Regions from separate parts of the Mus musculus genome. Here region 1 is linked to region 2. Evidence: chromatin contacts called from public promoter capture Hi-C data. All regions are on one chromosome and are shown on one strand. The core of a region is the stretch at or near the end of the contact, and the rest is flanking DNA. Distances in the headings are between cores, read along the strand shown. Region 1 holds the start of Arhgef9 (CDC42 guanine nucleotide exchange factor (GEF) 9). Region 2 holds the start of Zc4h2 (zinc finger, C4H2 domain containing).

Evidence for each region. Promoter capture Hi-C pulls out the DNA fragments that hold promoters and counts their contacts.
Region 1: a promoter capture Hi-C map of pre-B cells shows a contact between it and region 2, with 2.4 times the contacts expected there. The contact joins the promoter of Arhgef9 here to the promoter of Zc4h2 in region 2. A contact is called at or near these places in 5 of 39 promoter capture datasets (the 3T3-L1 cell line, 3T3-L1-derived adipocytes, liver and 1 more), 1 of 115 datasets of contacts at active chromatin or transcription factors (stem cell-derived neural progenitor cells) and 1 of 9 other capture datasets (adipose tissue).

What each region holds. Positions count from the first base shown.
Region 1 is chrX:95,162,040-95,168,991 of GRCm38.p6, reverse strand. It overlaps Arhgef9 (CDC42 guanine nucleotide exchange factor (GEF) 9), which reads left to right and starts at 2,453. Exons shown (of 10, transcript NM_001290385.1): 1 at 2,453-3,392.
Region 2 is chrX:95,656,180-95,663,038 of GRCm38.p6, reverse strand. It overlaps Zc4h2 (zinc finger, C4H2 domain containing), which reads left to right and starts at 4,530. Exons shown (of 5, transcript NM_001003916.2): 1 at 4,530-4,787. The coding sequence starts at 4,735.

The DNA of each region.
Region 1 (6,952 bases), core at 1,204-3,703, 490 kb after region 2:
TTTGTATCTCACTACTAAAAATGATGTAATGAGTATACTGTATTTGCATTTCCTGCATTTTATTTGAATTTCCCTAATGGCTAACCATGTTGAGTATCTTTTCATGTATTAATTGACCATTTCTTTGGATAAATGCTATTCAGATCCTTTGATGAATTTTAAATTGGGTTATATTTCTTTTTAATTATGTTATTTATTTATAATTTACTGGAGGGTTGTGCGAAGGTCAGAGGATACTTGTGGGAATTGGTTCATTCCTTTAAATATGTAGATTCCAGGGATCAAGCACAGTTGGTCAGGATCAGTGGCAAGCGCCTTTATCTGCTGAGCTTCCTAGCTAGCTTATAGTTCTTTTTAAAAAAGTTATTATTACAGTGTGAGTGCATGTGCTTTGCCATGCAAGTGGAGAGCAGAGGATAAATTTGTGGTGTTGGTTCTTATCTCCTATCTTTGCGTGGCATCTGAGGATCAAATTTGTCAGGCTTTGAATCAAGAGCTTTCCTCTCTTACCCATCTCACCAACCCTTGGATTATTTTCATTTGTGTGTGTGTGTGTGTGTGTGTGTGTGTGTGTGAATTGTAAGAACTCTATTCTAGATACAGGTCTATAGTCTGACTCTATTTGCAAGGACTTCTCACCTTTCTTGAAGGGTGAGGGGTCCACATATATGATAGCATCCTATGAAGCCAGAAGTTTTAAATTTTGATGTTGTTAAGTTTAACTAATTTCTCCTTGGTGGCTTGTGCTTTTGCCACATTTAAGAAACCATATCACAAAGGTGTCCCCTTAATCCCTCTATGTTGTTAGACATTGTCATCATGTCTAAACATTTAATAGAATTCTTCAATATCATTAGGTATTTGGTTTGTGTTCGGATTTCCAGTTGTTTCATATATCACAAATGTGAGTACCTAGGTGTGTCCAAGTTCCACCTCGGTCAACTGAGTTATTTGTGAAGAGATCAATGTATTTGTGAGAAACTGGATTATTGATCTTGTAGCCTTTCATGGTGTACATTTTATAATTAGAATCCCTGTACTGCAGTAACCTCCTTCTTTGGTCCGCTGTGTGTTTGGTAATTGGTAATTAGATCTAAAAGATTGATCTGATTCAGGCTTTTTGTTATTGTTTTGTCAAGAATCATTCACAAACGATTGTTCTATGGGCCAATATGTGTAAAGTGTGGTCTCATTTGGAGTTTATTCTAATCTGGAGGGACTGAGACTATTTTTTTATGACCTGCACTCATTCGAAATTTCTAATAATTTAATTAAGATAATGACTCTCTAAGATTCACAGATTTCTAGAGAATAGCAAACAATTCCCATTCCACTTAAGAGTCCATAGTATGCTCACAGTTCCAAAATTCAGTTTGTTATATCTCTGGCTAATCCAGTTTCTTCTTTCCGCTGTCAACTATCTGTTGATTCCTAAGGCTATAGGAACCTTAAGAAGAGGAAAGGGTCTGAGAGATTATCTAGATAAGGGAGCTCATCTTTCTTTGGGGCCCAGGCCATTGTAGAACTTACATGTATATTTCTGAAGTTGGACTTCTGGGGTCACTTTATTTTCTGGGAAGCTTAAGTCCCCATGCAACAATAAGGAGACAGAAACCTGGAGACATTGCCTGAACGTTACATAGACAAAAATAAATAGGAGTACATTTGAACCCTCCTCTGAGTGTCCATTCAAAGCTATAAACACTGAACAAAGCAATGGCTACAAGTAGATGGCAAGTTCTTGAAAAGTTTATATACAACAACTATTTAACCCATAGCTGGCTTTCTTTCTTCATACTCAGAGGGCTGGGAGAGTGCCTGTTAACTGTAGTGTGATGAAATCACATTCAGAGCAGGACAGGGCGACAACAGCAGAGAAAGCCAAATGGAACTGGATTGTTAACAAGTTGGTGCCCCTATGGTTGTGCCCACAACACTGATTTGTGAGATTTTATTGCTGACGGTCAGTGGCCTGCAATTTAGTTTTAGGCAGTGGCCAAAGACAATTGCTTCCTATTGACTATAGGGGCTGCCAACTTATATGCTTCGTTTCTACCTATCAACCTACCTATTTGCATTTTCTATTCCTTCTCATTTCTCTCTTTTCTTTATCCTGCCTTTCCCTCACCCTTCTCTTTCTTCACTATATCCTCGATTTCTTCTTTTATTCCATCACATCTTTCCTTCTCTTTCTCCTTTCCATGACTTTCTCTGCCTGCCTCCTTTTATTATGCTTGTTCCCCTTCATTTGATTCTGTTTGTTTCCTCCCCTCTTTCTCAGTCTTTTTCCTCGTCCTTCAGTCTCTTACCCTCCCTTCCCCCACAAGTTCCACACCCCCACGTAAAAACTGGCTTTTGGTGGCTCCCGAAGAGAGAGCCGACTCTGTGAGCGTTGGGTCCTCCGATTGGCTGTCGTTGCTAGCACACCAGCTCAAGTCTCGCCTCCGGGCACTGAATGCGCAGCTGCAGCATCTGCTATTGGCTTGTTCTCTTGTCAGCGTCTCTGTCAGAGACTCACGCTGGCGCCCCCAGTTTCTGCGTGAATAAAAAGGCAACCTACCGGCTGAGGTGGGGGTGGGGAGAGGAGAGGGAGAGGGCAAGCTAGGAAAGGCTAGGAAGAGTGGCTGGTAGCCTGGAATCCCTTGAAGAGAGCTAGCAGACGAGAGAGATCTTAGGAAGCTGATGAACTAGAAAGAGTAGGGGAGACTGAGACTGACCGGTAGCCAGCTAGGCAGACAGACGCATGCCCGGACAGACTCTGGAGAACCGATAGGTTCATTTTGCCTTTCTTTTTGAAAAGCAGGATTTTGATTTTTCTGTGGCGCCCAAGAGAGAATGCTGGACTCTGCTACCTTCAGCTTAAGCTAAGATTTCTCAGTTAGGGAGGAAAGATCAGCCCAGTCCCGAGAGGGGGAGGGAAGCAAAAGCCCCTGCCTCCAACCCCCTTCCCTCCCCCGGACCAAACTCGGGGACCAAACCCAGACCTTCCCTAACCATCTGACTTCCTCCTTTCCTTTTTAGCATGGTGGCTGTATGGACAGTCTGACAGAACAGAGATTGACATCTCCCAATCTGCCGGCCCCCCACCTGGAACACTACAGTGTTCTGCATTGCACCATGACCCTGGATGTGCAAACTGTAGTCGTTTTTGCCGTGATTGTAGTCCTCCTGCTTGTCAATGTCATACTCATGTTTTTCTTGGGAACGCGCTGAATGGAGTCCAGCCACCTGAGCTGTTGCGAACTCTCACTTTGATTTCATCCCAAGAGCCTCTGAGGGGGAAAAAATCAGGAGAGACAGTCTGAGACAGGGAAAGAGAGGGAGAAAAAGAACAAGCTTTCTTACTCAGGGGGGAAAACGTTTTGAGCTTCAACATGGCCTCGCTGTGATATGTATGACGTTGGTATATTATCTCTCCCTAAATCTTTTGTCATGTCTTGTCTTTTAAATATGCCTGTGAGTGGAGTTGCTTATTGCTTGAGTAAAATTGTTGATAAAGAAATGTTTTCTATTTAAGTGTGCATGTTTGTGTGCATTCTCTATGTGATGTTTGTGGAGCAAGCTGTGTCCTGTTAAAGTGGCTTCGCTGTTTGTGATGTCTTGTAAACTTATTCTTTAAAAACTGCCTTTAAACTTCACTGTGGGATTTTAATCAAAAATTCTCTCTTGCTATCAGAATGCATTTGGGTTTGTTTGGGGCTGGAGTTGGAGTTGGTATTTGTGGAAGAGAATGATGAATTTTTTGGTGTTCTGTGAAAGTCTTGCATTGGTTGTTTAGAGAACGAAAAACCTATGCAAGAAATGGATTTATGGAAAATACTCTCTAAATAAGGGGCACAATTTTGAGAAGCGGCACGGTGGGGTGCCTCGAGTTGGCACTTATTAACTGTGTCCTTTGAATTTCAGTTTTGCTATTGAGGGTTTCCAATTTCTGATTTGGAAAGCTGCCATCGTTAAAACATTCGTTAAAGCAGTAAGTGTCGTTTTCATTGCAATCATGAAGCAGAACAAAAAGTATTCTTTTATATTTTGAATTAGCAAGAGAGGATTTTAACAAAATGTTTGAGCTCCTTTTCCCAGATATTACACCTCTTGATTTCAGTTTGAGGATTTTTTTTCCTCCCGTGTCTCACCCAGAAAACAAAATCCAGCTTTTTCTCTAGTTTGGAAATAATAGTGTTGGGTATTACTCCTTTGGGGTAAAATTGTTTGCAGTAGTGTTCGTGAACTACTTCAAACAGAAGTTTATAGTGCTGGTGAGATTGATTTCCTTATTTGTTGCTTAAGGACAGAGCTCTCTGAAACTCATGTAACTGTAAGTATATAATGTGCTAAATTAAGACTTTGAACACAAAAGAGGATACATAATGGGATGCAAGCTCGGGAAATGTGAGATATGTCTGTATTATATAGCCGTGGTGATCCTTGTTGTTATTACTACTATTATTTTTATATTGCTGTTTTTGCTGAGATACCGCTTGGCAAGGCTAGTAAAAAGTCATTGCTAGTGCCAGTGTGTACATAATATTTGCTTTTTTTATTTGTTTTTTTTTCCTTCCTTTTCTTCGATGATGCAGACAGATAGTCCTCATTCCGTTGCTTACCTGACTTGAAACGGTGCCATTTCTGGCTCATACAGCAGTGAATCATGCCACATACACGCCCACACACATGCTTCTAGCTATACTCATGTGGGTGGCTGCTCATGTGTGATGTGCAAATCAGCTAGCATTATGCTGTCAATTTTCAAGTCTTGTTCAGTCTCTTTGGAAATGGTTATTGAGGGGGCCTTGAAATTGTCCTGATAGATCGAGAGAACATTATTTAATGGCACTAAGTTGAGGCTTTGAACCTTAGAGTGTGCTCCAGTTGACTCAGTGTGGGTGAGAAGCTGAACAATTTTTTTTCCTTCCTTGTTTGGTACCACGATAGAAGCAGGCTCTGGGAAGCTTCCTGGCAGATTTATCATCCTTTGGGCCCCTTGTGGGGAACCAAGAACCTCTTTGAAATGAGAACTTAGTATGATTATTTTTTTATTTTTTACCTGTTTGTTTCAGAGAAACATTTAAAGGAAGCTTGCATATCAGTTTTGAGACAATGTTGGAGAATGTGGAAAGGCTCTGTGCTGGGTAGCTGCAGACCTAAGTTTCATCTGTTAACTGATTGTTTGACAGTGAGCTTTGTTTTGTTTTATTTTTTTTCCCTCAGTAAGTTTGGGATTCTCCCTATAATATTGGCAATTGGAAATCTTTGAACTAGGTGACTTATAAGTTCTTGCATTCTGTGATTTGGTGCACTCCATAAGGACTCAAAGTCAGAGGGGAATGGACTGGAATGAGGAATGAAAAGGAAAATTAATTATTAACCAAAAGGACTGGGGGAAAGGGTATACCTGTATCTTGTTGCTGGTATCTGCAGAATAATTTTTTTGGTCTAGCCACCTGGGCAAGAAATGAGAACTCTTAACAGTGGAATACATTTGACTTTTGATTATGATTTATTTTATACTAAAAGAAAAAGGAGTCTGTATAGCTAGTTTTTGACCCAGGTTTTTAATGACTAAATAATGTCATGAAATGCCTGAAAACCTTTGACAGAAAGCCTTTGGGTGTGTGCGTAGGGTGCTGCCAGTATATTTCTGGATGTGTGTGCATATTCATCTGGGTGGTAGTGGTGGTGGTGGTGGTGGTGATGGTTGTAAATACTCCTGAGTGTGGCCGGAGAATGTATGGTATAAGAATATATGAAGATAGCATCAAATTCCTCAGTTCTGATTAGCTTTCCCTGGGGCTGGATAAATTTTCATCACCTAAAGCCTTTTAGGCTTGAATAGAGGGGTCCTTTGAGTGAGCATTCCCATCAGGAATTTAAGCTATAAAAGGCTCATTCTTTAAAAATTCAGGAGATATTACTGGTGAGATGGCAGGGCACGTAAGAGCTGCCAGAAGTGAGTTTAGGGAACAGACAACAAGGTGCTAGTGTGGCTTAGTTGTGTGTATCCGAAAGCCTTCATAGTTCTTCAAATATGTGAATTCATGCAACAGGAGAAGGGAACAGAAGAAAATGAGAAATGTAGGCCAGATGAGCAAAACCCTATGCAATTTAACTTGCCTTCTTTTTTTTTTTCTCTCTGCTTTCTGCCTTGTTAAATAACTTTCCCCCCCCCCCCGTCCTTTTCTCTCTTATCTGTCACTTTTAAGTGCTTAAGGTACAAGAATGAAGATGGGGCTTTTCCACTTTGATTTGTTTATTTTCTTAGAAAGCCCTTTATTTTCCCTTCTAACGCTCTTATCCCTTTGAGTAGAGGATAAGCTTTTGCTAGGAGGAGGGGGCTAAACCGAAGCTAAGAGATTTTGGCCCTCAGCTCCCCCACCTAGGAATTAAATAAAATGCCTTCTTCTGGTATCCTAGTAACTCATGAATCACCCAATAACCACTGAACTTCAGAGCCCACTTTTTAAAGGCACAGGCGATATAGTCTCTGTTCAGCAAACACTGGAAGCCAACAAAACTGGAAGAGATGCTCTTGAGGAAAGAGCAAGAAAAAACAAAACCTTTATTGCCTGAAAATGCCTAGAAAATGTATTCACAGTAGGCATGAAAAGCCCAGCCTTGGACATCCATGTTGACTGTTTAATTGGAAGATGACTCCTGAGTTCTACTCTCTCTTTAGTCATTATCCTTATTTTTAAGATTAACTGAGCCATTTCACTGCCTACTTTTAGTGTAGGAAATCTGTAGGTCTCGAAAGGATATTTTATCTCCATTTTTGGCTTCAGGCAGTGAGACAGTAAAGTGATAATCTGGCAGGAACAAACTGACCAGCATATTTTGGTCATTAAGACGGGTCTCACCTGTCAAAAGCAGCAATATCTGCGTCTGTAGTTTGCTAGAATTTTGTTTGTAGCTCAGAGAAGCTGTTCTTTTCCTGTGTTACAGTAGTTTCAGACTA
Region 2 (6,859 bases), core at 3,281-5,780:
ACTATGTGAAGGGACAACTATCACTAAGTCTTTTGAAAAGCCATATGAAAACATATGGCTTACTGTGTAAGCTTCCTGAAATGTATACATATATGAAATAAAATTAAATGGCATTACAATATAATGTGGGAGACAATGTCATAACTGGAAACAGAATGCTACCATGTATAACCTGCGGTGCTAGGAATGAGTTACATGTTGTTGAATCATTGGCCAAAGTAGTCTCATATAACTACCCACTAATATTACAGGCTAATGTCAATGCCATTGGTTAACCTCTACAACCTGATAGTAAGATCATGTATCTGAAGACACTATTTATGCCACTGAAGCTGGAGAAATCAAGGTGGTGCTCAACTAGAAGCTTCCTCTCTACTGTCTAGTGTACATGGTGCTCAAAGATACTATGCACACTACCAGATAAGAAATATAATGATCAGTATTACCCAGCTGCAAAACTTGTGACTCATAATAACAACATGGCTGTAAGGTATACTTATATAATAATTTTATAAATATTATGGTATTAACCAACCACTTTTCTACTGGATTTAAGGACCACTCCATGGATTAGAACCCATACATGAGACTGCTAATATGTTTAAGAACCCGAGATTTGATAGTTCATGGGCCCTAGTTTGAAAACATACTGCTATTATTTTGCTAAAGAAACATAGCAATAAACTGACTCTTAATTGCTATGGCCATCAATACTCCACTCAGTCGTTTTTAGAGAAGGTTCCTCTTGTAGTAGACTGAATTAACACAGAGACCTCTACAACTGGATAATGTAAAGAAAGTGAGACATTTTGGAGCACTCAGTCCTAAGTCAGATGTCTTCATCAAGAGCCTCTCTTCAAGAATGTAAGAGCCAGAGGTGATAGATGACTGCAAGAAAATACCATCTTCCAAATAGAACATGAATTGATGTACATTTAAACTCACAGAGACTACATGCATAAGACCTAAAGAAGTTCAAGTCAGAAAAATTTCCTAGCACAGAGAAAGGGACAAAGGCACGAAATTCCTTTCCTCAGAAGCTATATTCAATTGATAACTACAGGGAGAAAGAAAAAAATCAGTTTTCTCCAATGGTGTGACATAGAGTATATCAATCACATCCCATGTTTAACAGTTGTCAGCCAACACAAAACAAGTTACCATATTTTCTGGATTCCTTTGTTTGCTTTAGTTTGGTATTCTTTTTTCCTTTTTGACTTTTGCTTGCTTTGATTTTTTTTTTCTGAAAGAAAAAGAAAGAACATTGAATTTGGGTGGATATTGAGGCGGTAAGCATCTTGGAGGAGTTGAAAGAGGGGATAGAATGTGATTAAAATATATTGTAGGAAAAAATTTAAAGCCAATTGTTAGAGCACCGTCTATAAATGAAGCCATGCCAGGAGAATTCTCAGAGACTGTGAGATAACTGCAAGGAAACAAGATAAACGTCTTAAAACCTCTTGTTTTTCCATAACATGATTTGGTTTTCTAACATGCTTTCGTGCCTCTCCCAGGTGTAGTAAATAGTGGGGTTTGCTTCAGATTATCCATCATCTTACTTTTGTCATTCAAAAATGTTTCCAAGGACAGGTTGGTCTTGTGACTGTATACAGCCTAAACTCCGGTGAACCTTACTTATGACTTGCTTAACCCCCAGAATATAAATCGCCGATGCCCTGAATAAAGTTGGCTATTGCATGAGACTTTACCTCATTTTTAGGCCCCACTCTCCCAGGTTTATGTCAACATTTTTAAAAGGATGGATACATTTATATTAAAACCTTAAAGACTAGGCCCCCTATGTACTTCTTTGGAAGAGCACTTGTCTATTATACAGAAATACTGAGTTCCATTCCTAGCATGGCAAAATTGTCAAACAAATTGGGCAAAAATAGAAACAGTTCTTCTAAGTTCATTCTTGAACTACTTCCATATATGTCCATCTACAACGACCACTTCTCCCCCAAATAATGCTACCTCATATTGAAAAGTACTTTATGTTCATCCAGGAACCTATTTGGATTTTATTTTCCACCTTTTTTATTCAAACTATTTTTATACAACATATGCTGAAGTTTCCACTCCCTCGATTCCTGCCTATCCTTCCCACCTATATTCACACTGTTCACTAGAAGAGTCACCCTGGCGTCTACTTGAAGTCCATCACCAACATAGAACTGATAATTACAGCACAATTAGCATCTGCTTACAGGCATTCTCCCTTAACACCTACAAACTTGAAACTTTCCCAGGAATCCCATTTATAGCTAACTGATACGTACTGAACACCTTGTGTGCCAAACTACAATGAATCTTATTACTTTATCAGACTATAGTTCCACCCAAGTGAAGTAGCCACTTCACTTATCTCACTTATGGAAAACTGAGAAAACAAATGGTTTCTTAACCTTTTGGTATGCTATCTGAGAGTCACCAAAATGGTTTTTATGGCTAATGCTAAAACAAATAATCGTGACTCTCTAAAGGAGTCTATGTGTATATTTGGGGAAATCTCATTTTCTTTGACTTTCCTTTAGAAAATCCCATATTCATATTCTCATGTGTGCTCTAGGTCTCTTCTTGAGGACCTTTCCTCCTTAATATCTGTCTTAGTCAATGTTCTATTGCTGTGAAGAAACATGACCATCCCAATTCTTATAAAGGAAAGCGTTCAATTGGGTCTTACTTACAGTTTCATGTTTCATTACCCACATGGCAGAAAGCATGGTGGCACGCAGGCAGATGGTGGCTGCAGAAGCAGCTGAGAGTTCTACATCTGGATTCACAGGAAGCAGAAAGAGCCTGGCTTGAGCTTAATGCCATTCCATAAGGACTGAGCATTCAAATACAAGAGCCTATGGTGGCCATTCCTATTCAAACCACCACAATATCTTTCACGAAATCTCTAATTCTGCTTCCTGAAATTCCTCTCTCTAGTAAATCTATGAATTGCAGTTTAGTAAAGTACCTCAAAGATTCGGGGCCCTCAACAGGCAGCTGAGAGGGACAATGTGGAGGTGAGTCTTGTTAACTTACCTCTCACACTCCTTTCTGAAGCCTGGCTTCCACGTGAATCTATCTTCTTTGAATAACTAATACCCTCTTACTAGCTTTCATTTTCTTTAACTCTAAACTTTGCTTTCACTGGCATCTTCTCATATCACCCCAATTTAATTGCTCCTGTGCTTTTAAATTATTTTACTTTAGAATTTAGAGATGTAGCTTAGTAGTGGAGTACATGCTAAGGATGTATAAGGTTCTGAGTAGAATTTCCAGCACCAAAAATTGATATATACTCTAAATATAATTGCACATTATTTGGCATACAGTAAGCACAAATGCATACTGAATAACTATGTGCCTATAGGATGAATTCCAAACTCTAATCTGACACTCCATGGTATTTCAAAATCTGGCTGCTAGGGAATGAGCTTCAGTTTTGTTTTGTTTTGGTTTTTTTTTTCAGGGATGCTGATTCCATAATACTGTCCATGCTCCAGTAGATGGCCCTACACCGGTGCATGCACGGGTAGCACCAAAAAATGGCTTAAAGGAAGAATGCATGAATTTAGGAGGGAGATAGTTCTGGAAGGGATAGGAGAGTAGCAACTTGGGAGTGAATTTGATGGAAATACACGGTATAACACATAAAATAGCCAAAGAAAACATTCTAAAATATTTTTAAAATGTGTCTACAATCTATCTTTTCTTGATACAGCTTCTACTTCTCTCTCTAATATACCACTTCAAGAACCCTATATTCCAGGCACTTTGAACCACTTGCCCTTTGCATTCTCCATGTAGGCCATTGCTTCCATGAAATCTCACTCTTCTCTGGAAAACTCTTAGTTTTAAAAACATATTAACACCTTCTATGTTCAGGTTTCACTGATTATCTCGGCGTTGTGACAGCTCTATTTACAATATACTTCACTCTCTCCTTCACAAAGGCTACGAACTTGCTTTTATTTTCTTTGCCTCTTCAGGGCCTCCCTCAGTAAACCTTTCATTGACTGGCAAAGTACAAGCACACTAATAGTTCAGTGGATGAGGAACCAGAAGGAAAGAGGTCCTTCCTCCAACTCGGTTTCCTGATTTTGAAGAGTCCCCTTTTTCTTGTTCAGCCCCGTCTCCGCCGCTCCCCCCGCCCCGGTTTTCAGTTCCAGTCTATTTACATTTCAATGTCAAAGCTACAAATCCCTAGGTAGCATCTAGAAAATTTGACATCTAGGAAGCTAAATCACCTACAGTTTCTCTCCAGCCCAAGGCATTCTGTAATAAATGATTTCTTAATTTGTTGACAGGGTGGGGTGGGGGTAGGCGTGAGGCCCGAGTCCGAGTCTTGTGATAAAAGGTATGTTTCTCATCTTCCTAGCTGCTTTCGAGAAAATTTTCTCCATTTTGCCGCACATTGGTAGGGCAAATATCTTCATTCCTTTGCTTATAATCTTTGACATAATTATCAGTGACATATTGATTTAAAGTGCCGCTACAGGAACTGGAACAGGAATGCTTTGCTTGGCCTTCTGGGAGTTGTAGTTCTAGAGGCACCCGGGTTGCCTGGCTGGCCCCGGAACTGTGGACTACAGCTCCCAGGCCTTCTCTAAGCCCTTACCACACAGGCTCAAAGCCACAAACCAGTAGGAGGTGGCTGTATTGTATCTATTGTATGCCTTGGCTGGTGCATTTTTTTTTTTAAACAATTCCCTGGACGTGAAATTGAGAGTGAAAAGCATGGCAGATGAACAAGAAATCATGTGCAAATTGGAAAGCATTAAAGAGATCAGGTAAGCGGGTCACTGCTTAATGCAGCATCCTTCCACTCTCCTCGATCACCCCTCCCTTCCCAGGCATCCCTGGGAGCAAGGAGTACTGCTTGTTGTTGGTTTGTTTTTGTTTTTGTTGTTGTTGTTTGGTGAAAACTATCTATTGTTGGGCTACTTGCAAAGGGAATCAGGAGCTGGAAGGGGGTCCATTCATCACAGACTTAATAGATGAGGTGAAGAATGAAGGGGCTTGGCTAAATTGAAATCAAGTCTAGAGGAGGTAGTTGGTGGAAGTGTGTGTGTGTGTGTGTGTGTGTGTGTGTGTGTGTGTGTGTTGTGTGTACCAGGAAGAAGGGAAGAAGTGGAGATGGCGATGTCTTCCCAGATGTAGCTGAGATAGAATAGAGGTAGAGGGATAAACCAGGACAACTAAATGTATTTTTTTTTTTAGTGTTCTTTTTGTTTAGAACAAGTCGCTTTTTGCTTCTTGCTTTATAACAGTTGAGAATGATTTTTCTGTCAGCCTCATGACCCAGAGCTTGAGAAAGCCTTTTGAAAGCCAAGTTTAACTGGCCAATTCATTCAGTTTGCAACTTTGCTGTGGCTGTAGTCTGAGGATGCTGATGAAGCTGGGGAGTGGGCTGTTCTTATTTGCCTGTAACTCTTTCACCACTTTTTTTTTTCCTATCCTGGGGTTGGAAGAAGGTTGTGAACTATGAGGATGTGAACAAGAGCTGGAGGTTTGGCAAACTGAGAATTGTCACACCTCCAATAGGTTACTCAGTGAGCAAGTTTTTGATACTGCAGTGTTATTCCCGCCAAGAAAACAATAATAATTCAAATGCTGACTATGTTGGCCTCCCCTGCTGTGCCTAACTCCCTGAATCTGTAGTGTTTTTCAGACATATGGAAAAAGAAAGAAAAAGGACATAGAGTGTATCTTTTGTTAAAAATTAGGCCATATAATTTAACCCTGACAAAATTGACAATAGATTTAACCTTTGTGGTATCTCTGCGGGATCTACACATGGTGATGGTAGTGAAGAATCTTGGTTTCTTCTTCCTTTTGGAGGGATTGTGTGTTTTTCCTTTTGCAAAGTAAGGAAATGATCATTTATTGAGCCCCTGTTATGCCAGCCCCTCCCCCATTTCAATCCATTTTTGCAAGTTCCCTGTGACCTTTGTCATAAGTGGAAAAATGGGGGTCTGGAGAATTTGAGTGAGTTCTTATATTCATGAAGCTTAACAATGCTACATTTTCACAGGAATTGAGTCTGCCTACAAAGGCTCTGTTCTTCTGTTTCCCACTGAAGGTCTGCTGCTGTCTTTTTCTACAAAGACATCAGGAGATAGGAAATGAGATTCTTTGGTGCAGAAGAATGCTAAGGATGAAACTAATGAAAAGCTTAGACCTTTGAATAGAGGGTCTCTAACTTCAGTCTTCTCTTCATGGACTTTAAAATAAGTTTATCTTATCCCCAGAAGTGGACTATTTGGGATCAAGGTCATTAATCCCCAGTGAAAATAGACCCTTTTCAGTGGAGAACAAGTCAGGAGCCATGACTTCTTTTCTCAACCAGGTTAGATAGTAGAAGGAGAGATTTAGAGAGAAGGCTGAAGTTCCACTCCAATAACATGAATTTCCACTCCAATAACACTTGGTTGTTAAGAAAGATCCAGTGTAAAAGCTAGATTTCTGCTGAGAGTATCACAAGGCCTACTAAGACAAAAGATTTAAGTAAGATCCAGAATATCCAACTTTTATTGAAAAATTTCACGCTGTACCAATAACTCTTCGTGAATGAAAAACTACATAGATATCAATATTGATAAATCACAGATTCAGAATAATATAACACGAGTTTTAAAATATACATCATGTAAGTGCCTCTGTAAACAACTGCAACACCCTGGGAGCATTTAAACATACAAAAACCACAATGCAGAGAAACTTCGGACTTTTAAACAGTGTTGGAAACGTTAAGGACTACAGAGACTTTTGGAGTTGGAGTAAATGACAATTTGTATTTTTCTTGTCACCAATCAAAGAGCCAGGTATTACAGTGTGTTGGTTTCAATGAGGAAGTTCCCAA